5 separate regions of the Sus scrofa genome follow, and all the other regions are linked to region 1. The links are chromatin contacts, called in public Hi-C and HiChIP or PLAC-seq maps. All regions are on one chromosome and are shown on one strand. Each heading gives the region's core, a stretch centred on a gene start, on an enhancer-like site or on the middle of the called end of the contact. The rest is flanking DNA. Distances are from core to core; before and after follow the strand shown. Region 1 holds the start of SPRYD7 (SPRY domain containing 7). Region 2 overlaps LOC106507157 (a long non-coding RNA gene). Region 3 holds the start of ARL11 (ADP-ribosylation factor-like protein 11). Region 4 holds the start of EBPL (emopamil-binding protein-like). Region 5 has its middle 85 kb from the start of MIR15A.

Evidence for each region. Hi-C and Micro-C count contacts between places; a contact is called where the count stands out from the background. HiChIP or PLAC-seq counts read pairs in DNA pulled down with a chosen protein or histone mark.
Region 2: an H3K27ac HiChIP or PLAC-seq map of alveolar macrophages shows a contact between it and region 1. The contact joins the enhancer-like site here to the promoter of SPRYD7 in region 1. A contact is called at or near these places in 8 of 47 Hi-C or Micro-C datasets (embryonic fibroblasts, fetal liver, fibroblasts and 3 more) and 2 of 2 datasets of contacts at active chromatin or transcription factors (alveolar macrophages and skeletal muscle).
Region 3: a contact with region 1 is called in an H3K27ac HiChIP or PLAC-seq map of alveolar macrophages. The contact joins the promoter of ARL11 here to the promoter of SPRYD7 in region 1. A contact is called at or near these places in 2 of 2 datasets of contacts at active chromatin or transcription factors (alveolar macrophages and skeletal muscle).
Region 4: a Hi-C map of skeletal muscle shows a contact between it and region 1, with 6 times the contacts expected there. The contact joins the promoter of EBPL here to the promoter of SPRYD7 in region 1. A contact is called at or near these places in 2 of 47 Hi-C or Micro-C datasets (heart right ventricle and skeletal muscle) and 1 of 2 datasets of contacts at active chromatin or transcription factors (alveolar macrophages).
Region 5: an H3K27ac HiChIP or PLAC-seq map of alveolar macrophages shows a contact between it and region 1. The contact joins the enhancer-like site here to the promoter of SPRYD7 in region 1. A contact is called at or near these places in 6 of 47 Hi-C or Micro-C datasets (embryonic fibroblasts, fetal liver, fibroblasts and 2 more) and 2 of 2 datasets of contacts at active chromatin or transcription factors (alveolar macrophages and skeletal muscle).

Annotation. Positions count from the first base shown.
Region 1 is chr11:17,847,751-17,853,031 of Sscrofa11.1, reverse strand. SPRYD7 (SPRY domain containing 7) reads right to left here and starts at 4,021. Exons shown (of 5, transcript NM_001243529.1): 1 at 3,888-4,021. The coding sequence starts at 3,993. It overlaps TRIM13 (E3 ubiquitin-protein ligase TRIM13), which reads left to right and starts at 3,027. Exons shown (of 4, transcript XR_002336667.1): 1 at 3,027-3,623.
Region 2 is chr11:17,689,382-17,694,537 of Sscrofa11.1, reverse strand. LOC106507157 (a long non-coding RNA gene) reads left to right here. Exons shown (of 6, transcript XR_002336669.1): 6 at 1-1,112. Among named protein-coding and RNA genes, the nearest start is that of MIR15A, 66 kb to the left of the region's middle. Within about 2 kb of position 3,312, at least 81 of the 83 cell types and tissues checked have an H3K27ac peak or open chromatin away from gene starts, as enhancers often do. A contact at or near this core is called in alveolar macrophages, embryonic fibroblasts, fetal liver and 2 more, where this site is marked.
Region 3 is chr11:18,097,264-18,102,630 of Sscrofa11.1, reverse strand. It overlaps ARL11 (ADP-ribosylation factor-like protein 11), which reads left to right and starts at 2,206. Exons shown (of 2, transcript XM_005668400.3): 1 at 2,206-2,970; 2 at 3,713-4,908. The coding sequence starts at 3,772. The coding sequence ends at 4,320. The region is part of intron 3 of EBPL (emopamil-binding protein-like); the gene reads right to left.
Region 4 is chr11:18,036,972-18,042,044 of Sscrofa11.1, reverse strand. EBPL (emopamil-binding protein-like) reads right to left here and starts at 2,048. Exons shown (of 5, transcript XR_002336545.1): 1 at 1,793-2,048.
Region 5 is chr11:17,669,562-17,674,687 of Sscrofa11.1, reverse strand. No RefSeq gene overlaps it. Among named protein-coding and RNA genes, the nearest start is that of MIR15A, 85 kb to the left of the region's middle. Within about 2 kb of position 1,512, at least 3 of the 83 cell types and tissues checked have an H3K27ac peak or open chromatin away from gene starts, as enhancers often do. A contact at or near this core is called in alveolar macrophages, where this site is marked.

The DNA.
Region 1 (5,281 bases), core at 2,772-5,271:
GCATCCAGGGCCCAGCTCCTGTTTGATGGCAAAGACCATGGAGTACTTGGCATCCAGCAGACACGCAACAAATAACTGATACAGAAATGAATGAATATGCTCTGCTCAGTACTCTGTAGTGAACATGTAGCATCTGTTCTTCCTTTCCCAACAGATTTCCCTCTGGAGATAAAAACAGTTCCAAGGAAGCTGACTCAGTCTCTGGCTTCAGGGGTACAGCCTAGACTTGTGTTAAGTCAATCACTGCATTCCACATTTCTTGGCCACAGCAACTGAGTGAAAAACAGTTATATGACCTAAGCCACTACCAGCAGAGTCACAGGACTTTTGCAAAGAGAATGAAAGAATGGAGTTTCTCATTCTTGCTGGATCTGAATGACGAAGCCTACAGCCCAGGGAGAGACTGCAAGTTATCACAAACACCAGCCTTCAGGAATAAGCAGCAGAAGGCAGAAGAAAGAGATGAAAAGAAGCCCAGTGCTTGACACACTGAGTCTTTCCTGAAGCTACTGCTGTCTTCATAGGTTTTAAGTTTACATGAACCAGTAACTTTCCCTCATTGTTTCAAAAATCTTGAGTTGAAAGCATCCTATGTGAAAGGCATTTCACAGAATTATGCAGATAAATGGTATTTTCTTCTTACCTAGCAATGCTCTATGGTTCTCATAACGTAACTCTGAGTTGGAACCACAGAATCAACTCTGAATATGGTTTTATTCTCTTCCTACAATAATATTTCTTCTCTCCAAGGCATTCTGCTAAGTACTGAGATGTTTCATATAGAAAGATGGATATATTCAGAAAACATTCTGAATGCTTGTGAAGCATTAAGGAATTATTTTAAGTTTACTTCATTCCTCTTTTTTAAGTACAAAGATAGCCTTTATTTGGATCTAGGATTTTCGTGTAGGTTTATTAATTGTCAGTGTTGCTTAGAAAGTCAAGGCGGGAGTTCCCGTCATGGCGCAGTGGTTAATGAATCCGACTAGGAACCACGAGGTTGCGGGTTTGGTCCCTGCCCTTGCTCAGTCGGTTAACGATCCAGTGTAGCCATGAGCTGTGGTGTAGACTGCAGACGTGGCTCGGGTCCAGCGTTGCTGTGGCTCTGGCATAGGCCGGTGGCTACAGCTCCGATTCAACCCCTAGCCTGGGAACCTCCATATGCCGTGGGAGCGGACCAAGAAATAGCAAAAAAGGAAAAAAAAGAAAGTCAAGGCGAATTTGAGTATAGCCAGGACATACATAAACATAGCCAAAGTGTATTTTTTAAGAAACATTAGACATTCCCAAATTAATGGCATCCCTTTCAAAGCAGCTACCTTGGAAGATATTCATTTCTAAAAAGTCAATTCACAATTAAACATTGAGGTTATGGTGAAAAAGAAGGTATTTACAAAAACTAGTGCCCAGAAAATCTCAAGAGGAATTCCAAATGGTTTTAAGTGATGCAGCATCACCAAAGTAAGTGATAACTTTGAAAGAGACAAGCTATGTTTGGATATGAACTTGGAAAACAGACATTTTCTTTCTTTCTTTCTTTCTTTTTTTTTTTGTCTTTTGTCTCTTGGTTGTTGTTGTTGTTGCTATTTCTTGGGCCGCTCCTGCGGCATATGGAGGTTCCCAGGCTAGGGGTCGAATCGGAGCTGTAGCCACCGGCCTACGCCAGAGCCACAGCAACGCGGGATCCGAGCCGCGTCTGCAACCTACACCACAGCTCACGGCAACGCTGGATCGTTAACCCACCGAGCAAGGGCAGGGACCGAACCCGCAACCTCATGGTTCCTAGTCGGATTCGTTAACCACTGCGCCACGATGGGAACTCCCAGACTATTTTCTTAAATCTAAAGGCAACTACACTCCTTAAGTTATCTAAATAAAGTTTCACATATCCAAGCACATGCATATTCACTAAGTGTGCTCCTCATATATCAACTTAAGATCAATGCATGCTTTAAACTATTCCTAGCTTGATAAGCCTCTCCTATTATTTTCTAAAATCAGGTTGCTTCTGTGATTGAAGAATTTGAATTCACCAGAAGACAGGATAAGAAAAAGTTTCCACGCAGGTAGAAAACTGGGAAATGACATTACTGAAAGACGCTATGCAGCTTTGGAAAAGGAGAACATAGTGGAACAAGCACAAGTGACCAGCTCTTTGTAGAAGAGACCAGAGAAAAGGAATACTTTACAGAGTAGATTGTAGTAATTCAGGATTTTGGCAGTAGAGACAGAAAAGAACTAAAGCTGATCATAAGCTCCAGGAACTATGCGTGTTGCCAGCATCTAAAACAATGCCTGCCATCTGAGAGTCATCCAATAAATATCAGTTGAGCGAATGAATAAATGGAATGGAAACATTTTCTCAGGGAAATTATAGGATTTGAACATCTGTCTATAAACGATGATGAATAAGTAATAATTTAAAGAGATATACACATACATTTACATGTATTTATGTATTACGCTGCTGCATTAAATTTAGGAGACATAAGGATTAAAATTAAACACCCCTGGAGTTTCCATCGTGGGGCAGTGGAAACGAATCTGACTAGGAACCATGAGGTTTCAGGTTTGATCCCTGGCCTTGCTCAGTGGGTTAAGGATCCCACATGGCGGTGAGCTGTGGTATAGGTCACAAATGGGGCTCAGAACCTGCATTGCTGTGGCTGAGGCATAGGCCAGCAGCTACAGCTCTGATTAGACCCCTAGCCTGGGAACCTCCATATGCTTCAGGTGCGGCCCTACAAAAAGACAAAAAAAAAAAAAAAAAATTAAATTAAATACCCCAATAAAAAGCAGTATATAATTACATTTGTGGTTTAGTTCATGCTATAGAAATATAATGGGAAGAGTGTCTCTAGAATTATAAAGAATCTAGGCAGGAGAGGGTTTTGCTATAAATATTAAGAAATCCCTTTCTTACTTTAATGTACTGTCCTTTAGCCAAAGAGAAATGTGGGAAAAACTGAAAGTGCATATATATATATTTAGAAGAGAATAATCCACAAAAAGATAGTACTCTGAAATACTTAGTGGGAATCTCTCCTTCTAGAACCATACTCCAGAAACATGAAACTACATGGGACAGTCTAAGAACAGAAACAATAATAAGGTTGTGAAAGAGGCTACAGAGGGGAGAGGAAGAATGTGAGAGAAGCTATATGTTCATGCGAAATTGGAAGGAAAAACATACATGAGAAGAAGCAAAGTGCTGTTTTATTTTTGCAACAGCCTGAATTGTTGGCAACAGACCAGTCAGATGAAATTACAACACCGCTAAGCGTGACTAAGGAGGAGTCAGACAATGGGAGGTTTTAGTTGAAGTGACACGGTCTGACATGAGCTGTGACTTGAAGCTTCTGCAACTTGCCCTGTTTTGACATTAGTAGGTGAGAGGAAAATAATTTTCAATAAAACAACCGATAAATGATGGGCTAAGAGAAAGCTGCCTGGGCAGAAGGAGCCGAAATCAGCTAAAGCATTCTGAAAATGTATTGGATTTGACTGGAGCTCGCCCGTGGGACACCGTAGGAGGGGCACCACAGTACTATCGCTCCCCACGCCTGGGAACTTGTGCCGAGTCTCAGGATGCGACAGCTCGGAGGAGATTCCGGTGAGAACGGGTAGGTCCACCCACACACCATCTCCACTAGGCGAGGGCAGACAACACTGCGTAGCCTTGAACACAGAACCGGGCCGAAGTGGAGGCGGCCTGTGTCTGGAGGAGATCCGCCAGACCCGGCCGAGGGCAGCGTCGCAGGGCGAGGGCAGGGGGCGGGGCCCGGCGGGGCCCGGCCGCGCGTGGTGCTCGCGACCCCCGACTGACCCCGACCCGCACCGCCCGACTCGGGGTGGGCCGTTGGGTCACGGGAAGGGAGGGCCCTTACCCATGTGTTGCGTGTCCAGCTGCACGGCCGGCATCTCTTTCAGAGGGATGTGGCCCGTCCCGCCATCTCTGCAGCACCGCAGGCAGCAGAACACCGAGGAGGCCATGTCTCAGGGACCGCCGACGACACCGCGACCCACCGCCCCTAGACCGCGGCGACTCCCGCCCCTACCCCTCCGCTCCGCCTCCTGCCCCCGCCCGAGCGCCGGAGGGAGTCTGTGGGGCGCAGAGGCTGGTACAGCGACGCCCCTGGCGGGGAGGGTGCAGCGCAGTCTGAGGCGAAGCCTGCCTGGGCGGAAGATACCGAGGATCGGCCGGCGGGCGGGGCTGGGGGCGGGGCGGGGCAGAGGGCGTGGCGGCCGGGCGGTGAACCGCGTGCGCCTGCGCGGAAAGGTTTTTCCCTTTTGTGCCGCCCCGCTTATGTAGGTATTTCTGTACTGACCCGGGCTCGAGCTGACTTGCGTTCTCATTTAGCTCAGGTGTCCTTGGATGCTGTAGTTTAAAAACTGCCCCCCACTTCGACATTATTTTAGGCATTAGTTGGCAGTGGCAAATTTGCCTGGGGGAGTGGGAGCTGATTTAAAACAGCCCGAAGATGTCCTCCCTCCACGCCCAGGACTGAGAGAACTTCGCCTTCGCGAAGAGCCTCTGGCCCCCTCTCACCGCCCCCCGCCGTGGCTGGTTTCTGGAGAATTTTCTCAAATCATGAACAGACGCACAGGGCCCAGGAGTAATGGCTGTTAGTAATTGCACAGTGGCTATGCATCCAGGGCTCTTGAGTCGACTCCCCTGCTGCATTTTAGGTGCAGAGACGAGTTTCCCGTTGAGGGGCGTACTGGAGGCCACCCCGGGAGGGGACTCCCTGGGGCAGGGCTGGAGGGCGATTCTTGACCTGTCTCTTCCAAATTCAGCGGCATGGATAATGGGTTCTAATGAGTGTAATGGGAACCCCTGAGTCAGCGGTTCAGGGGAAGGACTGAGTTCCTACAGCCTGTTGTTTCCTGTTTCCATGTAGGAGCCTCCCGTTTGGGAGCACCAGTCATCTGGTGCACTACTTAGATCATCCGCATCCTGATCCATTTTCCATCTTCAGATACCACTTGTCGCCTGGAGAAAGTCTGGGACGACCTCTAGAATTAATCTGGCTTAAACCTCTGTTGTCAAATAAGGTTCCATCTGAAGACTTCCCCAGGATTCAAGCCCTGGGAGACCTGACGCAAAATGCCCCCTCAGTATGTAATGGGTTCTTCGACATAACTTCTTAGTGACAAATATCTTTTATGGTGAATTTTTCCCTTCAGAATGGGAGAATTTTTTTTCAAGGTCCTGAGTTTCTTGGATGTTTATACAAACGGTGTTTTCATTACAATACTTATGAAAATCTCAAAGATTTGT
Region 2 (5,156 bases), core at 2,063-4,562, 160 kb after region 1:
GGGGAGGGAATGGTCCTGAGGGAGAAGAAGGGAAGATTATGAGACCGCCCACCTAGACTGGCTCATGATTAGCTTTGCTGGAACAGTAAAATGTGTGGGGTTTTATATTCCATTCTAATATCAAAAAGAAGATTTTTTTAGGTTTAAGCATTTTTTCATGTACAACATACTGTTTATAATCTATTTATCTTAAGTTAACATGTGTGGTGATTTTAAACACATTGCAAATTCTGTGACACTCTTTCCATTAAAAGACAGAATCTAACTCCTCTGTCTAGAATCTGTATGGCACTAGTGATATGCCTCTAAAGAACAGAATGTGATGGATAGGCTGTTCCAGACTTCTAAGATTAGGTCCTACGTGATAACAGCTTTACCTGGCTCTCAGGCTTGGGAGTCTTGGGACCCTTGGAACCCAGAGCTCTGTTGTAAGGAAGCCCAGGCTACAAGGAGAGGCATGTGTTCTGGCTGAAAGCCCCAGCTAAAGTCCCAGCCACCCATCAGTACAGATTGTTAGGTAAGTGAACAGGTCTTCAGATGATGCAAGCCTCCAGCCAATGAGCAGCCCTAGTTGACTCCCAGGGGACTAGAAACAAGCTGTCCCTGCAGAGCCCTACCCAGTGCGCATTTTCATGAACCAGTAACACTGTTATTATTTTAAACCACTAAGTTCTTCGGGTGGTTTGTTATGTACATCAGTCCTGGCTTCAATTAAATTTCTAGCTCTGGTTAGCTGTTAACTAGGAACCCTTTCCCTCCACTACTCCTTGTTTCCCTAGCTAGACTGAAATCTTAGCACCTCCTAGTACTAATTGTGGATGATTAAGTGCAGTTTTGAAGTGCCATCGGGAACAAAAAACACCATCATGTGGACCCTTTCTAGCCAAAGTTCTTTTTCTCGAAGGCTTAGTGACTGAGCAGGGGGAAAAGAAAGCCTGATTCTCTCCATCTCTCCTTTTCTTCTTCCTTAGGCATCCCTAGTTTTTAGAAAAGAGAGAAGAAAGCAAGATTTAATCCTCTCCTGCCCTCATCCCCCTTCTGAATTACAGTCTTTGGAAAGGTGCTTTCTTTTTCACTGAAAGATTACATAGTCTCATAAAGAGACCAAACCAGCCACAGGTTTTCATTTCTTTTCGAGGAAGCAAACAGAGTTAGTTCCTCCTCCTGAACTAGAGACTCACTTCTCCTCCCAGTCTACACCCCAGACCAGAATAGGGGTGGATCCCTCGCCTTGGTCCCTCCCCCGCCCCCCCACAGCCGGTCACTTTCCCATTCCACTGACTCTTTTAAATTACCTTTCTTGAATCCATTTTCTTCTATCCCCACTGCTACTAGGTACACAGAAGTGGTCCTAATCAATTCTTAGATAACAGGCTATTTTACATTCCATCTTACAGCCTCCAGGACCCCAACTGGTATAATATTTTCAAAGACCTATAATCTTTTCATACCTGACCATGCATTCCCTTAAAAAAAAAAAACAAAACAACTTTCATAGGTTTCCCTTTCCCATAGGTTTTAATCCTGAGGACCAAAAGTCTCTTTCTCAGAGTAAATGCTTGAAATGGTATGCAAAATTGTAGTAGAGGTCTGTAGGTGCATTTTTTTTTTTTTCTGGAAAAAAGACTAGATTGCTTTCCCTAGGTTCTCAAACGGATATGTGTCCCCCTAAAGGCTAAAACCGTGTAGGTCTCAGGCTAAAATGTAAGCTCCCCAGCATGGACTTCGAAGCCCTATGTGGACTGGCCATCAGTCCAGCCTCCTTTCTCTCCCTTCTCTTCATCCTCCTCACATCCCACTTAAATTTACCTCACAGCAGTTCTTCACTACAGGTTGCTTTGCTTGCTCAGCCCTTTCCTTTTTTCTTAGCTGACCTAACTTTTGCCCATCTAGGAATCTGCCTTCTTTACGAAGCACCTCAGGTCATGGCACCTACAGAAAGCTATTCAGGATAAGCAAACTGGATGTGAACTCTTGCCTCCCTGAAGCCAGTCTAGCATTTGCTTTTTCTCTTAGCATCTACCCCCTGGATTTCCAAACTAGGGTGGGAGTGGGGCGGGGGGCGGGTAGGAAAAAAGAAAATAAATCGTAAAGTAAAACCTGTTAAGCAGTGACTGATAATTGTTTGTACAGCACTTATACACAGAAGAACCCCAGGCTGTGGTACACATTTTTATAGTACTTTCTTGGGAGGTAAACATGTTATTTATAATCGCCAGCAGAATTTTGATGATAAAGACAACACACACCTTCCTGCTACAGAATATCCTATACGAATTTTCAACATCATCCAGTTTTCCTTTATGCCCAGCCACCACATGGTGTTATGTATTTAACAACTCCGGCAATTAATAAACAACATAGTTATGATATTCTGGGATCTACTAGGACTGCTCTGTCATTTACCTGAATTATTTCTCCTTGGTTCTCCACTTAAAAAGACTGTCTACCATCAGGCGTCCTTGAAATTCTCCATCTATCCAGGAAAATGTTTCAATTTTGAGATAAACCGTGTTCTAAGTCTGCCTACAGCACACGCTTTCTTTAAGTCAACCCTTTCCTTTTTCAAAAAGTCACTTAATTGTTGCCTCAAAACCGAGCTCTTTGCCCTCCCTGGGTAGACAGATCACAACGAAGAGTATTTCCCTGCAGCTAACACATCAACTTATAAATAGCGCTTACCGCGCTGAGTCACCAAAACCCGGAGTTTCCCCAAATAGCTTATAACGACTGCTGGGATCGCGTCTTCCAGAATGGTGACAGAATCCTACAGAACCCATGAGGTTAGACTCTAGGCCCATGCCGATAAGCAGGTCCCCAACCACCCAGCACCCAAAGAACGTGGGCAAGGCCGCCTCTTCCCAGCCAGGCGTAGACGTCGGACCTCGGATGGCGTTCTCCGACAGCGGGACTTGGCCTTGACCGCTCCTGGACTGTCCCCGCCCCCTCCGGAGCTGGGAGCCGCAGGGGGCCGGTACCAGCCTCCGCCCAGGGCTGCCCGCTCACACAAAGAGGCGCGTCCAGAGAGGGCGGCCTTGGGTTCTGCTCAGGTTATAGGCTCGGGACTCTGGGCAGCTGGGGAAGCAGTTAGGGGCTAAGGCCTTGAGGAAAACCCCTGTCTCCCCCTCCGCCCACTCCCACACGTTTGAAATGGCAGCAGCCGCCGGTTTGGGGGCTGGGGGAGCAGATATGGGGGAGGGAACGGAAGTGCCACCCCCTGCAGTCAGGGGATGGTGACGTCACCTCTACTGTCGGCCTGTAGCGGGGGCGTCTGCCTGTCACGTGACGCTACCCCCCCTCCCGACTCCCCGCCGAATCCCGCGCGCGCGCTCCCTCCCCCAGTCCCTTCTCTCCAACTTTCGCCCTCCCCGCTCCAGCACGGCTGTCAACAGCGCCAGCTCCGCCCCCTCCCCCGCGCCCAGTGTAACCGCCACGGCGGCGCGGCTGGCGCTCCGGCTTAGGTCCGGGCTCCTGGAAGAGAGCGTGCCTTCGGTCCTCACCTATCCCCAATTCCCAGCGCGCTGGATGCGTGGACGCCGGAGCCAGGGTGCGCGGTGGCGTGCGGCGGCAGCGCTTCTCCGCTGAACCCTCCCATAGCAGGCGCAGGACGAGGCGGAGACGCAAGGTCCAAGCTCAGAGGGGGCGAGTTGCGCTCAGCAGCCTCCTGGTCTTGGCACGTCTCCGCTGGGGGTTGACCCCCCCCCGGCGGGATCCGCAACCGGGAGCCAGCCGTCGACCCCCCTACCCAGCGGCCCGCGCCTCCGCGGCGCTCCCGCCTCCACTATCCCTGCCTCCTGGGCGGCGCACGCAAGTCCTGCTTGGCTTCGTCTCGGGCCGCCGCGCGGCCGCTGGCTGTACGACGAGGGGCCAAGCACAGAATGCCTCCTTGAACCCCCTCGGCCACCCCGCCGTGCACTGCTGGGGTTCCCGATTGGATGGCTGTCACTGCTGCGCCTCGTTCTATTTTCCCCCTCGGTTCCCTGCTAAAAGTAGAGGCTTGGGGGAGGGAAAAGAAAACCCAGTGTTGAAAGGGGCGGTGCAGACTGACCTGTCAACGGCAGAGAAGGAAGACCCCCAGGTCGGGGCGAGCTCTCGAGCCCGCGCAGGGAACGGAGCCCTGGTTCCCGCGGAGCGGCGCGGCGGCAGCGGCTGTGGCTCAGCCAGGTGTCCCCCCTCGGCGGGGCCCGCGCTGCCGCGCCCGCCCCCTCCCCCGGCGCCGCGCTCCCCGCCCCATCATCAGGGACCAGGGAACCCCCCAGCTCGATTTTTTTGTGCAGTTTCAGCAAAGCTCCGAGGAAGTTGGTCCTTTTGTTCCACTATTTATAGATTGCGTCAACATTGCGAAAAGGAGAAGGCGGAGCGGTGGCCCCTCCTCCTCCCCTCCCCCGCCGGCTCCTGGGAGAGAAAAGCCCCAGCACACGACCTAAGTACACAGCGCGCCAGCCGCCCGCCCGCCCCCGGCCTCCAGCTCGCCGCTTCCCCCTCCCAGTCCCGGCCAGAGCGCTGCCAACCCCATCACGTGCCCGCCCGGGAAAACCAGCTCCCCGGGGCTCCGCGCCGCCCGCCAGGCTCCGTGGCGGCGGCGGCGGCGGCGGCGGCTGCCTCACTCGGCTGGGCACCCAGCTCGTGGGCTCCGGTCGTGGCCCAGGCGTCGCGCACAACGTGGGCACCCGCGCCCTAGTCACCCAATGGGGCCCCGGGGTCTGCAGCTCTTGGGTGTGCTTGCAAGCCTTCCGCGCTTCCGCCCTCTACCCTCCTCCCCGCCTCTGGAGCGCCAGCGCCCTGGTGCCGGAGTGTGCGCGCGTCCGGGCCTCTCCTGGGAGCCAGGGGCCCGACTAGTCACTCGAGCGGCCGCTTCCTCAGACGTTGGGATGCCCATCCTTCCCGGCCCCCGCACGATTGGCTGAGGGCGGGGGATCGAGGGACGCGGGGGTGGCTGGCGGCAGCTCGCCGGCTAGCCGGCGGAGCGCGGGAAGTACAGTGCGGCAGTTCCGAGACGCGCGTAGACGCTCTCCCTCCTCCGCAGGTGCAGCCGGGCTTAGTGCGAGCTCACTTACGGCTTCCCGGACATCTGCGGACCAAAGAGTTTGCAGACCTGAACCTCAGTGGGGGTAATACAGTTTTTAGGGAGTTACTGGAAGTTTGATCTGTGACAA
Region 3 (5,367 bases), core at 957-3,456, 250 kb before region 1:
TTCAGCATGGCTGGAGTGGTGACTCCCACCACAAGACCCCTCAAAGATGAATGGTAGAATAATAGAGGTCAAGGGTGCCCCCAGGTGGTCCCAAGTCAAAGCCCAAACTGTTACTTTCTGTGCTTCATTGCCTCCCAGGACAGCTGTCTGAAAGCTCCTCCCACCTGGGTGTCTGATGAAAAGCCTGCTTCCTTGTTGAGCCAAAGGGACAGGGCTGGAGTTTATGGAGGTAACTCACCTCCATACCCACATGGCCTTTGGGCAGGACTAGAGCCCCATTCAATATAACTGCTGTTTCCCTGGCTCTCTACTCCTCCAGCTTACACGGGACTTTAGTGAATGCCTGTCCAGACCCCAGAGGGAGATGTCTCTCTGAGTCTGAGGTCAGTACTACAAAGGGCCTCCAGGTGGCCTGCATGCTGGCCCTGTGGCCCCAGGCTTCACTGGAATCCTCAGGGCAGGAGTCTGGGAAGTGTGCCTCCCCTCATGTCACCTGCAGGCACTCAGCACCCAAGCAGCCTGGTATGGTGCCTCCAAGCCTTCAAGTCTACGGCTTCTTCCGTCTCTGCCCACCTCCCTTCTCCCCTCCCTTGGGCTCACACAAGGGGAACCAGGGCCAGAGTAGCACCCCTTTGCTCCCCAGCCTCCAAGCACAGGTCATCCTTTGCCTGCTGCACCGGTATCCTCTGCCAGTCCCAATCCTGCAAAATCCTGGCAAGATTCCCACTGATTCATCAGCCAGGCCCAGACAGAGCTGGGTCCCAAGTTCGTCTGATCGCCCAGCACCACAGGCAAGACAGACAAGCGCCCTCCAGACAGTGCTGGGCTGCTTTAAGACAGCGCACGTCCTTATAAAATCTGGTTTTAGCAATAATCCGAATCTCCACCCTCCATATCTGATCAGGTCGCTAATTCTCCACCGCCCCCCAGATGAAATCTGATCACCTTGGCCTGTCTTTAGTGAAGACCCCATTAGGTCGGTTTAGCCAGAACCCTGCTCTCCCCTGATGCTTCTTCTTAGTAATTTTCCATATCCACTGACACCCGCCCCCACCCCCAGCTCCTTGGCTATAAATCCCCACTTGCCCACGCTTTTTTCGGAATGGAGCCCAGTTCTGCACGAAGGTCTCTTCCCCTATTGCAGGACTATTCTGCAATAGTCCTGAATAAAACCTTTTTTTTTTTTTTCTTTTTTTACCACTTTAACCATTGTTCTGCTGTGGTTTTTCTTTGACTATAATTCTACCTCTAAATCCCTTCCATTATGCTTCAGTTTCTCACCAAAACGACTGTAGCCAGAACCACAGGCTCCCCCCAAAACCCAAAAGGACAGTGACATCAACAACATGACATAGTGGTGCCCGTGTTTCCAATTTTTCCCAATCGCTTCCTCCTGTTAAAATATAGCCACCTTACAACGACAGCCGCTACAATGAGGGGCTCGCCATTTGCAAAGCACTTTCTCAGTGAGCAACACGATACAATGAAAGAGAGATGAATTATAAATCTCAGCAAGATCATGAACAAATTCTCTCTCCCGTCTGAGCCATTTCTTCATTAGTAAAATGAGAGAATCCCAACCCCCATCTTGGTCCTTGACGATTTAGTAAAGAATGTGCCAGAAAGCAGAACTGTTACCAGCTATGAGCGCCAAGTCACTGGAGCTCCAGAGCCAAGTCAGAATCTGCTACAGAAGCAAAGGCTTCTGAGTGGTTAATTTTTTGGAAAATTCTATTTTTTGGAAGTATCATTTTTTTTTTTTACTGGGAAAAACAAAATGACATTGTTCAAGAAAAAAAAAATTAAGCAATAAGCTTAATCACCCTTAGTTCCACCTCATTAACATAACTTTTAATTTTTATGGTTTAACATATATATATTTATATACACACATATGTATGTGTATATGTGATACACACACACACATTTTGGTTTACCTGCAACATTAAACCTAATTTTTAAGAGTATTTTATTTTTGTTTGTTTTTGGTTTTGTCTTTTTGTCTTTTTAGGGCCGCATATGGAGGTCCCAGGCTAGGGGTCCAATTGGAGCTGTAGCCACTGGCCTACACCAGAGCCACAGCAACGCAGGATCCGAGCCGTGTCTGCGACCTACACCATAGTTCACAGCAACGCTGGATCCTTAACCCACTGAGCGAGGCCAGGGATGGAATCTGCCACCTCACGGATGCTAGTCACCGCTGAGCCGTGATGGGAACTCCTACAGGGTTTTAATCCTATTTGGGCAGCTTGTAAGCACACATGGTTCCAAGCAAATAAAAGAATCTCCAGGCACCAGAAACACACTGAGCTGAGGGAAAAGGGGGGATTCTCAGATTCCTCCACCAAGAGGATCACAGGATGGTGAGAGGAAGAGCAGTAGAAACAGCAAACGCAGATGTGGTCCTGAACGGGGGGCCCTCCCTGCAGCATAGAGTCTGAGCTGCTAAGAAGCAGGTGTTACTGAGGACGTTTTGTGCCTGACCCCAGCAGGTCTGCTCTCTCCCAGGGGCCAGAGCAGAGAGACGGCCTGCGGAGCTCGCCCTGCCCCCAACCACGTGGGAAAGGGAAACAGAAAAAGGAGAACCAGTAGCAGCCACTCGAGACTTCCCTCACCTCTCAATCGTGGGACCTGACTGAGCAGTGGAAAGCAGCTGCAGGGGAGGACACGGTCACAGGGGAGCTTTCAGCCACAGTCTAATCACATTGGGTAGTTTGTTTTTTTTAAGGGCCACACCTTGTGTCACACCACATGCAGGTTCCCAGGCTAGGGGTCCAATCGGAGCTACAGCTGCAGCTGCCGGCCTACAGCACAGCCACAGCAACTCTGAGCTGCGTCTGCGACCTACACCGAAGCTCACGTCAACGCTGGATCCTTAACCCGCTGATCGAGGCCAGGGATTGAACCTGCATCCTCATGGAGACTGGGTTCTTAACCCGCTGAGCCACAACAGGAATTCCCAATACTGAGGTAATTTTAATTTTTACTCTTCCACGCCTGCCATGAGGAACGAACAGAGGCTGTCTTATTTTCTTCCAGGGCCAACAGAAATGTACTCCTGGGGGTGAGATGTTCCTTCACCTGCTCCAGCCAAGGCTTCCCTAGACTAAGTTGGCATCAGGTCTTAGTCTTGGCATCTGGGATTCCTGTAATTCATGTGTAATGTTGTAGAGGTCACTTACCTCAGTAAGACACTGGAGGAAAGCCCTTTGCCCTGACTGGTACATCTGTCCTCAGTCAACAGTATTTATAAATAGCCACTGTTACAGGACACGCAGCCTGGTCCTATGGGGAGTTCCAAAGGCAGCAGAAGTTACCATGAGCCGACGGTCCCCCTCCCTCTGTGTCCTGACCCCAGGATAGCTTCCACTTCAGGGTTTAGGCTTCCAGGAGGACAAGAGAGGCTAGAAGCCACGGACCAGCAGGAATGGAAGAATCTTTCAGTCATTTCTACTGAACCAAGCTTGTCTAGCTGGAATTTGGTTGTGCCTCCTTGCTTTAACCACAGGGAATGTGAGCCTACATTCCATGTCTTGGGGCGGGGGGCTCCGCTCTGTAGGAGGCAGCCGGGAGAGATGGGTCAGCTGATTCACCCACCCCTACTTCCTGGCCCTTTCAGAGCCCAGGCCTGTCTTTGAAACCTGACATGCTTCCCTACTTTGGCCATAGAAACCCTTCCTCCATGTGCCTGCATGAATTTGTGTTCCTACAGAAAAGAATAGCTGATGTGTGCACCCGGCCGTTCTCCCCTAGGGTCTGGCAGGGGCCGCCATGGGGTCTGTGAGCTCCCGAGGTCACAGGGCGGAAGCCCAGGTGGTGATGATGGGCCTGGACTCGGCCGGCAAGACCACCCTCCTGTACAGACTAAAGGGCTACCAGCTGGTGGAGACGCTGCCCACCGTGGGTTTCAACGTGGAGCCTTTGGAGGAGCCTGGACATGTGTCTCTGACTCTCTGGGACGTCGGGGGACAAAGCCAGCTCAGGGCCAGCTGGAAGGACCACCTGGAGGGCACAGACATCCTCGTGTATGTGCTGGACAGCACAGACGAAGCCCGCTTGCCTGAGGCGGTGGCTGAGCTCAGGGAGGTCCTGGACGACCCCAGCGTGGCCAGTGTCCCCCTCCTGGTGCTGGCCAACAAGCAGGAGGTGCCCCAAGCCCTGTCACTGCCGGAGATCAGAGACCGCCTGGGCCTGCAGGGCTTCCTGGGGCGCTCCTGGGACCTGCGGGCCTGCAGCGCCCTCACCGGCGCGGGGCTGCCCGAGGCCCTGGAGAGCCTAAGGAGCCTCCTGAAATCCTGCAGCCTCTGCATGGCCAGGTGAGTGCAGGTGGGCAGGGAGCGGAAGTCCTGACCTGGGCAGAGCATGGGGACCGGAAGCAGTGGGGACCGGAAGCCCGTGGGGACCGGAAGCCCCGCTAATCTCGGGGCATCTCAAATTCGGTTTCTCACACAAGGAATCCTCCTGCGCTTGGACAGAATATTTTCGTCTTGGGCCTTATTGTCACCAGTATTTATACTGAAAATCAAGTATTCTTTGCATAATGTTACTCTAAGGAAAACCATGTACGTCAACATAGTTCATTTAGTAACAACTGTGAACTCTGGTAACAGAACCTGTGGTTGCAGAACAGTTCAGACAAATTCACAGAGGGACAGAGGTTTCAAAATCAAGTCAGCATCTCACCTGGACAAGGTCACGGTCTTATTTGCGATTTCCCTGGTAGCCCCCGGGTATGCGCCACCATCACTCTGAGAGCAGGCGGCCAGGGCCGGCAGGATAGAGTCGGCTTCTGCGGAATCTTGGGTTTAGAGGTTCGCTGGGGCGCTCAGCCCCGGCAGAGGCCGGGAGTTCAGGCCTTGCAAAACTGATCTTCTTCTCTGACCCCAATTAAACCCTTCTCCAACTTTTTGTTATCGTGTGCTAGTCTTTTTCTAAAAGCCTTCATTGCTTTCTTTTTTCCTTCTCTTGCCTCCTTCTTGTAGCACATAACGTTTCCTTAAAAATCAGATTAATCCATGATTTCATTCATTTATTCATTCACTTAATCAAAAATATGTGTATCATTGAATTTGTGGCAAAGGGCAATGAGCTTTAGATATGGAGCTGGACCTCGAAGTAGGAGGTGTGAATTTTGAAGTTATGTATGACAGCAATGAACCTCTCACTATTCACAGTGGGAAAAAAAAGTTGAATGTAGCATCCTAGAAGACTTTTCAGGTGATCTTTACCTAGGATCCATGAAGCTCTTGGAATTATTTGAGGAATATTATGTTGAGCCATTTTTCTAGGGAAGACAATCCATAACTTTTGTCAGATTTTTACAGGCACCTGTGACTCCCAAAAGTTAAGAATTACTGATTTGGCTTT
Region 4 (5,073 bases), core at 799-3,298, 190 kb before region 1:
TCTACAACTGGGTCAAGTAAATGGCACAAGGTGGGGCTGTGGGGGAGGGGAAGGGAGGCATTTCCTCCAGAACCAGGAAAGCGGAGGGGGAGAAATGATTCCGCAGGAGGCTGCCTTTCAAGGTGCCACAAATGGAGATGTGTGTGGTGCTACCTGCCACAGTCTGTGCTTAAAAAGTAGACTTAATTTTAAACCAGGCGATGCTCATAGGGGTTTATTTACCTTTTAGTGTTTTTATACCATTTTTGTGTATCTAAAATATTATACACCTTTCTTTACGTGGACCTAGCAACCTGTTTTATTGGCCACTTACTGTTCAAAGACAGCTTAAACATCAATTCTGTAAGTAAAGGCGTTCGGGGAAATATTTACTGTCTATTACCTCCCCAAGGTGACTATTAGGAAAGAAGGAATTTCATCATTCCAGCAACAGCTGGTATGGGCAATATCCAACTGATAAACATCCACCGACCTCAACGATGATCCAAAGCTTTGCTTTCTCTTCCTTAATACTCCCGTTCTCTCTCAGTATCCCGCCAGGATGGCCTCCAGGAATGCCCCCACCCCCAGCCAGGGACACCCACATCTGCAATTGCTAAAGTCCCTTATGTAAAAATGACATTATTTGTATAGAACCTGACATTCTCCCCTATATTTTCAATCATCTCTAGCTTATTTTAATACCTAATACAATGTAAAGAGTTGTAAATACAATGTAAATGCTATGTTGTGAGTTGCCAGCTCAGGGGTAGTGAGTTTGTCGAATTTTTTTTTTTTCCTCCTGGTATTTTCTTTCTTTTGGCGGAGCCTGCAGTAAAGTGGAAGTTCCCCGCTTGCACCATTTACCTGGCCAGGGATCACACCAAGCCACAGGAGAGACCCAGGCGCTTCAGTGACAATGCCAGACCCTCAACCTGTGTGCCACAAGGGAGCTTCCATTTCCCGGTATTTTCGATCCTTAGTTGGATGCATCTGCAGATAAGGAGGACTGACTGCATAGACTCTGGCTTCACATTAGCTACAGGTTTGCCTACTACGGAAGGTCAAATTTGCAATAAAGGTATTTCAACAGAATCACTTAAATACAACCCTCCTGGCCATTTATTAGGTGGGTTAGAGTTTTAGGGATATGTTTCCTAAAGCGTGGCATGAAATCAGGTTGCAAGGCTTTGGAGCCGGACTACAACAGATTCTGAATCACGTCAGCTGTGGGGCACTGTAAAGTCATCCAACTATGCCGGGCCTGTTTTCTCCTCTGCAAAAGGAGGACAATAAAAAGTATTGTGGGGTGTTTGTAGAGCAGAAATTTTAAACACAGTATTATGCCTGCATACAGTGCATACAGTCGTCACCCCATAAATGGCCATTACTATTAGGGCGCAGGGGTTCGGTTTTGTTACAGGCCCGGAACTCCTCTCACGTCTTTTTCCCTGCTCCCTCTGGCGCGTTCAAACCCGCACGTATCAAGTAAGCCAAGGCCTTCGCTAGCTTACAATCCGACTATCGTAACACCGTGCAGGAGTAACAATTCTCAGGGTTTTGGGTTTTTTTAACTTGCTATTGGAAGTGGCACTAGGGAAGCTCGGCTCTTTTTACGGACTCGGGACCTTGGAGAGAAGCAGCATCTCGCCGAAGGCCCCGGGCACCGCGGCCTCCAGGTGCGTCCCGGGTCTCGCCACAGGGAACGGGGCGGCCAAGTCGTCCCGGTTCTTTTCAGGAAACTCCCTGAGCACAGGGAAGGAAGTGAGCCGGCGTCCGACCGCGCGTTCCGGGCCACGGTGACGAAACTTACCAGAGCGAAGTGCACCAGGGCGTCGAAGCACAGCCAGGCGAGCGCTCCGCGGTCCGCCGCCCCCCGCCCGCGGCCCAAGCGCAGACCCAGCGCGCAGCTCACCGCCAGCAGCGCGGCGGTCAGCAGCAGCGAGCCGCCCGCCGCAGAGCCCAGCTCCCAGCCCGCGCACATGCTTCCTGCTCCGGGCGCCGACTGCGGGCATCTCGAGCAGGGAGAGCCTGGATTGGGGAGGCGGGGAGGCGCGGCGCGGCGCGGGGCGGGGCTGCTCGGCCCCGGCGAGGTGGAGGGAGGCTTCCTCTCCCGCCCTGCCTCCCAGCGAGCGTGCCGAGCCCCAAGATTTTAAGTCAGGATCTTGCTCACCATCTCGCTGAACTGCCAGGACCCAAGCAGCTCCCAGACCACGTCCAAAAGACCGGTGGTCGGCACGCATCTTTTGATGCAGTTTGATTCTTAACAAGGCTCAAAACCTTAAGCCAGAAAGTGAAGTCCAGATGTTGGAAATTTTGCTAATAGAGGGGGGAGAATTTTAGGGACAAAGGTTCTAATTAGCCCCTTGAAAATTTTGCAATTAGTACGGGCCAGTGGCGTTCTGAGCCACCCCTAGTCTGTTTAAAGCCCTCATGGCTTACTCTGATCCTATTTTTTAAAAAGCCAGAAAAGCAGCAAATGTTTGGGGGAGAGGAGCAATAGGCCACATGGGCTTGGTGCTAGATACTTCCACCTGCATTATATCATCTAGCTTCATGCCAACCCTAGGAGGTCAGTATGTGCTTTCCTATTTTATAAATGTGAAAATAGGCTCAGATCAAGTAACTTGTTTAAGGGCTCTCAGTGACGGCCAAGACTAGTGCCCATGACTGGGCGTTGTTCCTAAGGCTTTTGACCCGCACACACTGAGGTCTTAACAACCAACCCCAGTCAGCCCTCTGTATTTGCGGGTTTTGCAGCCGCGGATAGGGAGGGCCAACTGTGGGATTTGAGCCTCCAGATTTGGGTATATTTGGGGACTTCTGGAACCATCGCCTGGTGGGTACCTAGGGACGACATACTAGCTCTCCTTGAAGGCAGTGTCACTTTATCAAGATCACCATATTAACCTTTTCTAATTTGCTAGCATCTTGTTCATTTGCCTTTAACCTTCTCCCCCCCTCCCTTCCACAGGGAGACTTAGCAATGGAGAAAGGAATCAGAGTTTTAAAAAGACTGTAACCCTTATTGATCAAGCTTGTGTTGTCACCTCTGAGTAGCCAGATAAAATATAGAAAACCAAGAAAAATTTCAGATAAAAAAAGACTTAATTTAGAAGACTATTCTAATGTATCACTAGGGTACTTATGCTGAAAAAATTATTGTTTTAAAATATGGTATACACACACAATGGAGTATTATTCAGCTATAAAATGGGAGGGAATCCTGAGATGCTACACCATGGATGAAACTTGAGGACATTATGCTGCATGAAATAAACAGGTTACAAAAAGACAAATGCTGAATGATTCCTTTTATATGAGGTCATTAAAAAAGTTATATTCCTAGAGACAGAATGGTGGTTGCCAGAAGCTTAGGGAAGGGAGAAAAGGCAAGTTGTTGGTATGGTTAGAGAGTTTCAAATTTTCAAGATGAAAAAGTTCTGGAACATAGTTCCACAATAATGTGAATACACTTAAAGCTAGTGAACTGTACATTTAGAAATATTCAAGATGTGTACTTTGCACAATTAAAAATGACTTAAGACAAATATATATCACTTATATGTAGATTCTTATATAACTTCCAACAACTATACTCAATATCTTGTAATAACCTAAAATAGAAGAATGTAAAAAAAAAGTATATATTTATACATATAACTGAATCACTGCTGTACACCTTGAAACCTGCACATTGTAAATCAACTGTATTTCAATAAAAATTAAAATATGAAAAAAAACCAATATTTGACCTCAAAAAATATTTTAAAAGTGAAAAAAGGAAAGTGACTTCTGGCACTGAGAACAAGTTCAAAAACTTCCTCCCCTATTTACTCCCTATATCATTTTAAATGTAGCTGTTAACACCGTATGAAATTTATTTATACATGTATTGCCAGTCTCTTGCCACTAGAATATAAGCTCCACAAGGCCAGGGGTTGCGTCTGGCTTAGTTACTGTTGTATCCCTGGCACCTGTTACAGAGTTTGGCATATACGAGTTGCTCAATTAAATAAATGCCAGCTGAAGGAGTGGTTATAGCCAATCCTGTCTCCTGTGCGTTGGATTCTCTCCTGTAACTTAGGTAATTAATGATCACTCTTCTCTTGTATATTCAATATCTTTCTCAACTGGTTTTCCTCCATCAGTTTCACCACACCACTCTTAAGTGATTACCCTGCCTTGTTCCCCTTCAGAGTAAAACCGAAACTTAAGAACCTGATTCCATTCACTGGCTTCATATTCTGCACCTGCTCCTCAGCCCTTCCTACTGTTTCCACCCTCACTACCACAATGATACAGCTCTCACTAAAGGTGACCCCTGCATCACTACCTTACTTTACCTGACTCCTCAATAGCATCACTGGACACTAAAATCTCTTCTCCCTTCCTTTCCTTCTTTCTTTTTTATCTTTTTTTTTTTTTTTTTTTTTTTAGGGCCGCACCCGTGGCACATGGAGGTTCCCAGGCTAGGGGTTGAGCCGGAGCTACAGCTGCCGGCCTACACCAGAGCCACAGCAACGCCAGATCTGAGCTGAACTTTGCAACCTACACCACAGCTCACGGCAACGCCAGATCCTTAACCCACTGAACAAGACCAGAGACTAAACCTGCAACCTCGTGGTTCCTAGTCGAATTCATTTCCGCTGTGCCACAACGGGAACTCCTTTTCTTTTTCTTTCTTTTTTTGGTCTTTTGTCTTTTTAGGGCTACACCCGTGGCACATGGAGGTTCCAAGCAAGGGGTCTAATTGGAGCTGTAGCTACTGGCCTACCCCAAGCCACGGCAACGTGGGATCCTTAACCCACTGAGCAAGGCCAGGGATTGAATCTTCGTCTTCATGGATGCTGGTCAGGTTCATTTCCGCTGAGCCACGACAGGAACTCCTTCCCTCCATTTTCTGCGAAGGCACACAGGGTTTCTCTCCACCTCTCTAGCCATATCTTCTGTTTCCTTTGCAAGCTCCTCCTCTCTACATGCCCACCGAATGCTGGAACTCCACAACACCTGGTTCTAAGCCCTGTTCTTACGCTCAGTGCTGGACCCAGGCAGTCTCACCCTCACGCTTAGCTTTAGTAACCACAAGACAGG
Region 5 (5,126 bases), core at 263-2,762, 180 kb after region 1:
CTGAACTGAGTCTGTCTTTGGCTGTAAATTTGCTTTAGGGACTTTTCTAGAAGTTAAATTTGTTTGTGTGGAGACTGAAACTAGTCACTTGACCACATGTGTGACATGAGTCACATTAGAATAAGGTCTAGAAGAGTAGTAAATTGTTCTGCAAAAATTGCATCAATAATAGCAGTGGATATTCGCATTTACAGCTTACAACTATATCTTTCCCAGGCCCTCTCAGTTCAATCTGGGTCTGACTTTTTAAAAAATGATCTGGACACAAAGGTGTGTGTGTGTGCATTTTGGAAATTTTGAACAAGATTTCCATGTGTTGTTGTGGTATACTGCTATATCCAAGTGTTAATTCAAAATGCACACGCACGCAGGCACATGCACACACACGCATTACCCGTTTAGGGAAGTACACTGACTTTTTCTTTGCTCAGAAAACTGAAAAATTGGCAGAATCTTTAACTTGTAACTTGGCAGTATTGCAATTTACAAGCGAGAAAGGCAAGCTAAATTGGATGAAAATTGTTTGAAAAACTTTTTTGAGTCTTATACGGTGAAAATCATGTAGCTGAGTGTGCATATTTGGACGTTTTCTGCTTGATTTTTAACCACATCCATTGGCACTGCCAGAGGTAGTTAAAGCTTCCTAGTGAAGGCGTGTGATGTCCAGGGGAAGGTGTGGGGGTTTGTGGCTCTCCTATCCATGCGTTAATGTTCAAATGACTGTCGTTTTACTTGTTTTGAAATGTTGATTGGAGAAACATGAAATGTGGTTTTATCCAAGCTTCATAAATCCACCTTAATCGTGAATTATATAAACATAGACTCGGGGGTTGGGAGGTCAAAATCCAACATGTTTGCAGGCCTGAGCTTTGTCGGTAGGTTGCTGGAACACTCTTGGTGCCCACGACTCAGCAGGAACTTGACAACTCTGAGAACAGGCTTTCTCTTTTGAATGCTAGGGGCTTTGAAATCATCTTCAGAACGAGGGAGAATTCATGAAGTAATGAAAAGCTGTTTCCTTTTTAAAACGTTCAGACAGCAGCACAAACAGCTGGGAATTTATTTAAATACTCTAGTTCCCCGAATTACCCATTTCCTTAACATATACTTTACTTATTTTTCCAAGGGCGATGAATTTCCACTTTGTGTTTTTCCCTGTTCAGCTGTGTTAGGCTCCTCATTTCAGCATTTCATTTGCTTGATATTCAGGGATACAGGGCAGGGCCCCATCATGAGAGCTGTGTTTTGAGGGGCTGGGGGATGGGATGTTGTCAGGTGTGAGGGGCAGTGATTTTTGTGTGGTTAAGTTTCATTACATTATAGTTTCACTTCTTATAAATTATAGAAAGAAATCAATGGCCTCAAAGATCCAGTGTATCTTTTACAAATAATTAAGCAACAATATTTTACTCAATACTTGAATTAAGCAAAACTGCCATTCTCTTTTTCCTTTTCAGAACTTAATTCCTCTTTCCAATTTCAGAAGTCATAAGACTTCTTTCTTTCTCTTTTCTCTCCCTCACCCTGCAGTGTCTCAGTAGTGGAAACGTATGAGTGGTGGAGGGAGGCGGAGAGGGGGGAGGAATGGTCAGAATACTCAGGAAACTGGGATGAGAGAAACCAGTTTGATTTCTGCACTTGGAATATAGTTTATGTCTTTTTAGGGATGTGAGATCTAGACGAATGTAAAAATGGGGACGTATTTAAATATTTCAGTGTGTAATATCAGATGATGAGACAGAGCAGCATTTATAGCTTCCTGGACTGTCAGTGTGGTTTGGTCTCTTTTTCTCTTTTACTTGTCATGTTTGTAGTACATGAAGCCAGTGTGGTTTTAAATGTTCAGGATTGGGCTATTTTTGACTAATCGGACTGTATCACCCTATGTGGCTTGCCAGTGTACAATCAGTTAAAATATGAGAAAAAAAACGAGATCTGTTGATTAGTAGGACTCTGCTAAATAGAATTTAATATTGTTGATTTATTTAGCAGGCGTTTTAGGACCTCACAGTTTCTACTGTGAAATTTAGTGGTTTATAAACAACAGTTGTTTATGTAGCACTGGACATGGAAGTGTGGGGATTGGGCTTAAGAGATACAAATTTTGTGGTATTACCTGGCAGTTGTCTATTTTAATATCCTGCTGCCAGTTGGAATACTGTTCATTTACCCTCATCTCATAAAAGTAGTTTGCCGAACATATTTTTAAAAATTCTAGCTCTGTTAACTGACTAGTTTATTTTTAAAAGGTTAAACAGTAGTTAATTGTGATTTGTGGGTCACTTCTTTTTCCTCATTGGTTTACTCTTCGCTTGCTTAAATAAATTAAGGAATATTCTGGATGTTGCTTTCTCCATCTCAAATTTAGGAGTATTGTGAAATGAGACTAGGACACTTGACTGTGGAAAGGTGTCTATTTGTACTGCATTACCTGGGTTTTTTCTCCTCAGTATCTCTTTCTGGCTCAGATGGAATTATCAATGTTATATTTAGGTGAAGTAAAAATGGAAGGAGAGGGGCCACCCCGGTGCCCATTTTCTGAAACGTCATGTCACCTGATGTGAATGAATACACAGCCACACTCTGGTCGCCTGTGCCTGTCAGTGAGTACATGCACAGATCCCAGCTGGGAGAGGAGTCTGTGTGAGGACAGGATAGGCCAAAGCCCCTGTAAGTATGAGGATGTGTTGCACCAAGTCCTAGCAGTAGTGTATCATTTGACTATTTTTAAAATATAGATTAAAAATGTAATTAATAATAATAAAATAATTTCTTATAAGTAATATAGACATCAGTTGGAAAAAATGCCCAAAATTACTAAAGGTGTTTTTATTCTGATTTTAAAGGCTGATGCCATAGATCAAGCAGAACAAAAATAAAAACAAAAAGTATACACTTGATGAATAATTGACAAATTCTAGCTTATTTGTGTGTATTTGTTTAAACATAATAATGAAAATAAACTTTAAAAACTGAAAAATATTAAATTTAAAAAGTAAAGACAAAATTAATATACAACTTAAATTATACACTGGAAATTAAAGAATTTTTATATAAAATGACAGCAAAATTACTAAATAGCAACACTTGTGTGATAGAATTAAGACAAGAACTACTGTGAATTTTCTAGAGATCAAGTCATACAAGTGGGAAATAAGATATTGAAACTCAGTAATTCAAAGACAAATTTGAAGAAGATAAATTAAAAATATGGTAAACCCAAATAAGGACATATACAGTATAAGATAAATAAAAGGAAAAAATAGGGTTAATAAAGCCAAAGCAGATTCCTTGAGTAGATTAATCCAATAGGAACTCATCATTTAAGAGAAAAAACAATTGCCAACTAAACACGTTTGGCTTTGTGACACACAGAATCAAAGCGAGGTTTTCTTCAGCAAGGGTGAACATGCCTAATCTGTTATATCAAACTTATCTGATTAAGGAGAGGACTGAGAGTTAAGGATGTTTTGTGAGTGTGTGTGTGTGTGTGTGTGTGTGTGTGTGTGTGTTTTGTGTGTAGAGAGTGTTTGGTGAGAGCCAGGCAGTGTGAGAGTAGTTCTGGAAGCCTGACCCCTTTGGGAACAACTCCAAGTTGCTCGTCTGACTCTGGTAATCTTTGAATATTACTTAGCACAGTACCTGGCTCTTAATAAATGGATCTGTTCCCTAGCTGCTATAGAAACTGATCCCTCTGCCATGTGGTCACCTCCTCCCTGTTTCCATATCCCAGCCCCCAAATTTGGCTTTTCTTCCTGAGATTTGGGTCACAACCTTTGTGGAAGAGTGGAAAAAAATCAGGATTGGTGGTTATTCCAGTGATCTGAATTCTTATTAATTAAGGTCTACTTTTATTCTACTTTTTTTGGGGGGGGGAGGGGTGGGAATTGTGCCTGTGGGCATTTTGTGCGAAGGAGGCAATTCTTAATGACCAACTCTACCTCAAACATTTTTTGGACCCAAGGGGGGATATAAAAAATAATTAGCTACAAGAGACACAATGAAAGTATAAGATTAACACTCAAGCCAAGAACTCTATTTGCATATCAAATAAATGACAGAGTCATGCTTGCTGTCTCAGACTCTCCAGCTATCATAATCAGTAGAGAAAGTGAAACCAGATGTTTTCATTTAAGCTTTGAATTGTGTTACTATTAAAATAAAAATCAAGTTTCTTTAAGTATCCTTCTAGGTCCAATCTAATCATTTTTTTACAGATAGAATTCTCAGAAAGGCCAATGGCATTTTGAGACTGGAGTCTGGGGTTTTGCTGGACTTAACAGTGCTCCATGAAGCTCCGTCCAAATTTTGTCCATTTGCCCTTTTGCTGTATATTTCTTAAAGTGCTATTTTTGTTGTGGTTTCAGTGATTCTCATCCAAAACATAGCAGCCTCATGTCATGGAAAAACACTGGACTGGGAGAATCAATTCTCATCTCAGTCCTTGTAGTAAATGAAAAGATTGGAGCTTTTGGAAAACCACTTTAACTCTTCGGACCAGTTTCGCCAGCTGTGTATCCGTCTGCCACATAAGGTCACTTCTTTCAGCTAATATTTTAAATTTTTATTAGAACCAGCACATAACAGTGAGCTAAAAGGATATCCCTCTGTAGAAATTTGACGTCCCATGCTTCAAAATAACACTGCTTAGCATTTGGAGCGAGTGTCAGTGTTGGCAGAGTGTGTAAGTCTTAGCGTTAGAAAAGCAAATACCATTAACTTAGTGAAATGATAGTTTGAAAAAATTTAAAAGTATTAAGAATAACATTTAATTTTTTTCTGTTATGCTAATAATCCATGTTCATTGTATAACTTTATGAAATTCAGCAGAAAGTAAAAAATTGGTCTTAATCTCACTACTCAGAGCTAACCAGTAATGTTTTGATATGTTTTTATTCTTTTCGACTCTTTATATTTCTCGTATGTTCAATGACATACATATGATTTACTTTTACAAAATTTGTAAAAATATTTTTACATTATTTGTGCTATTTCGTTCATTTTTTTTCACTTGAGAAAACACGGCGTGTCGTTTGCCGTGTCCTTATTCTGAAACATGATTTTTGAAAGTGTTTTGTTTTTGTTTTTGAACTATGATACAGATATTTGCCAGATAGAAAGATTTA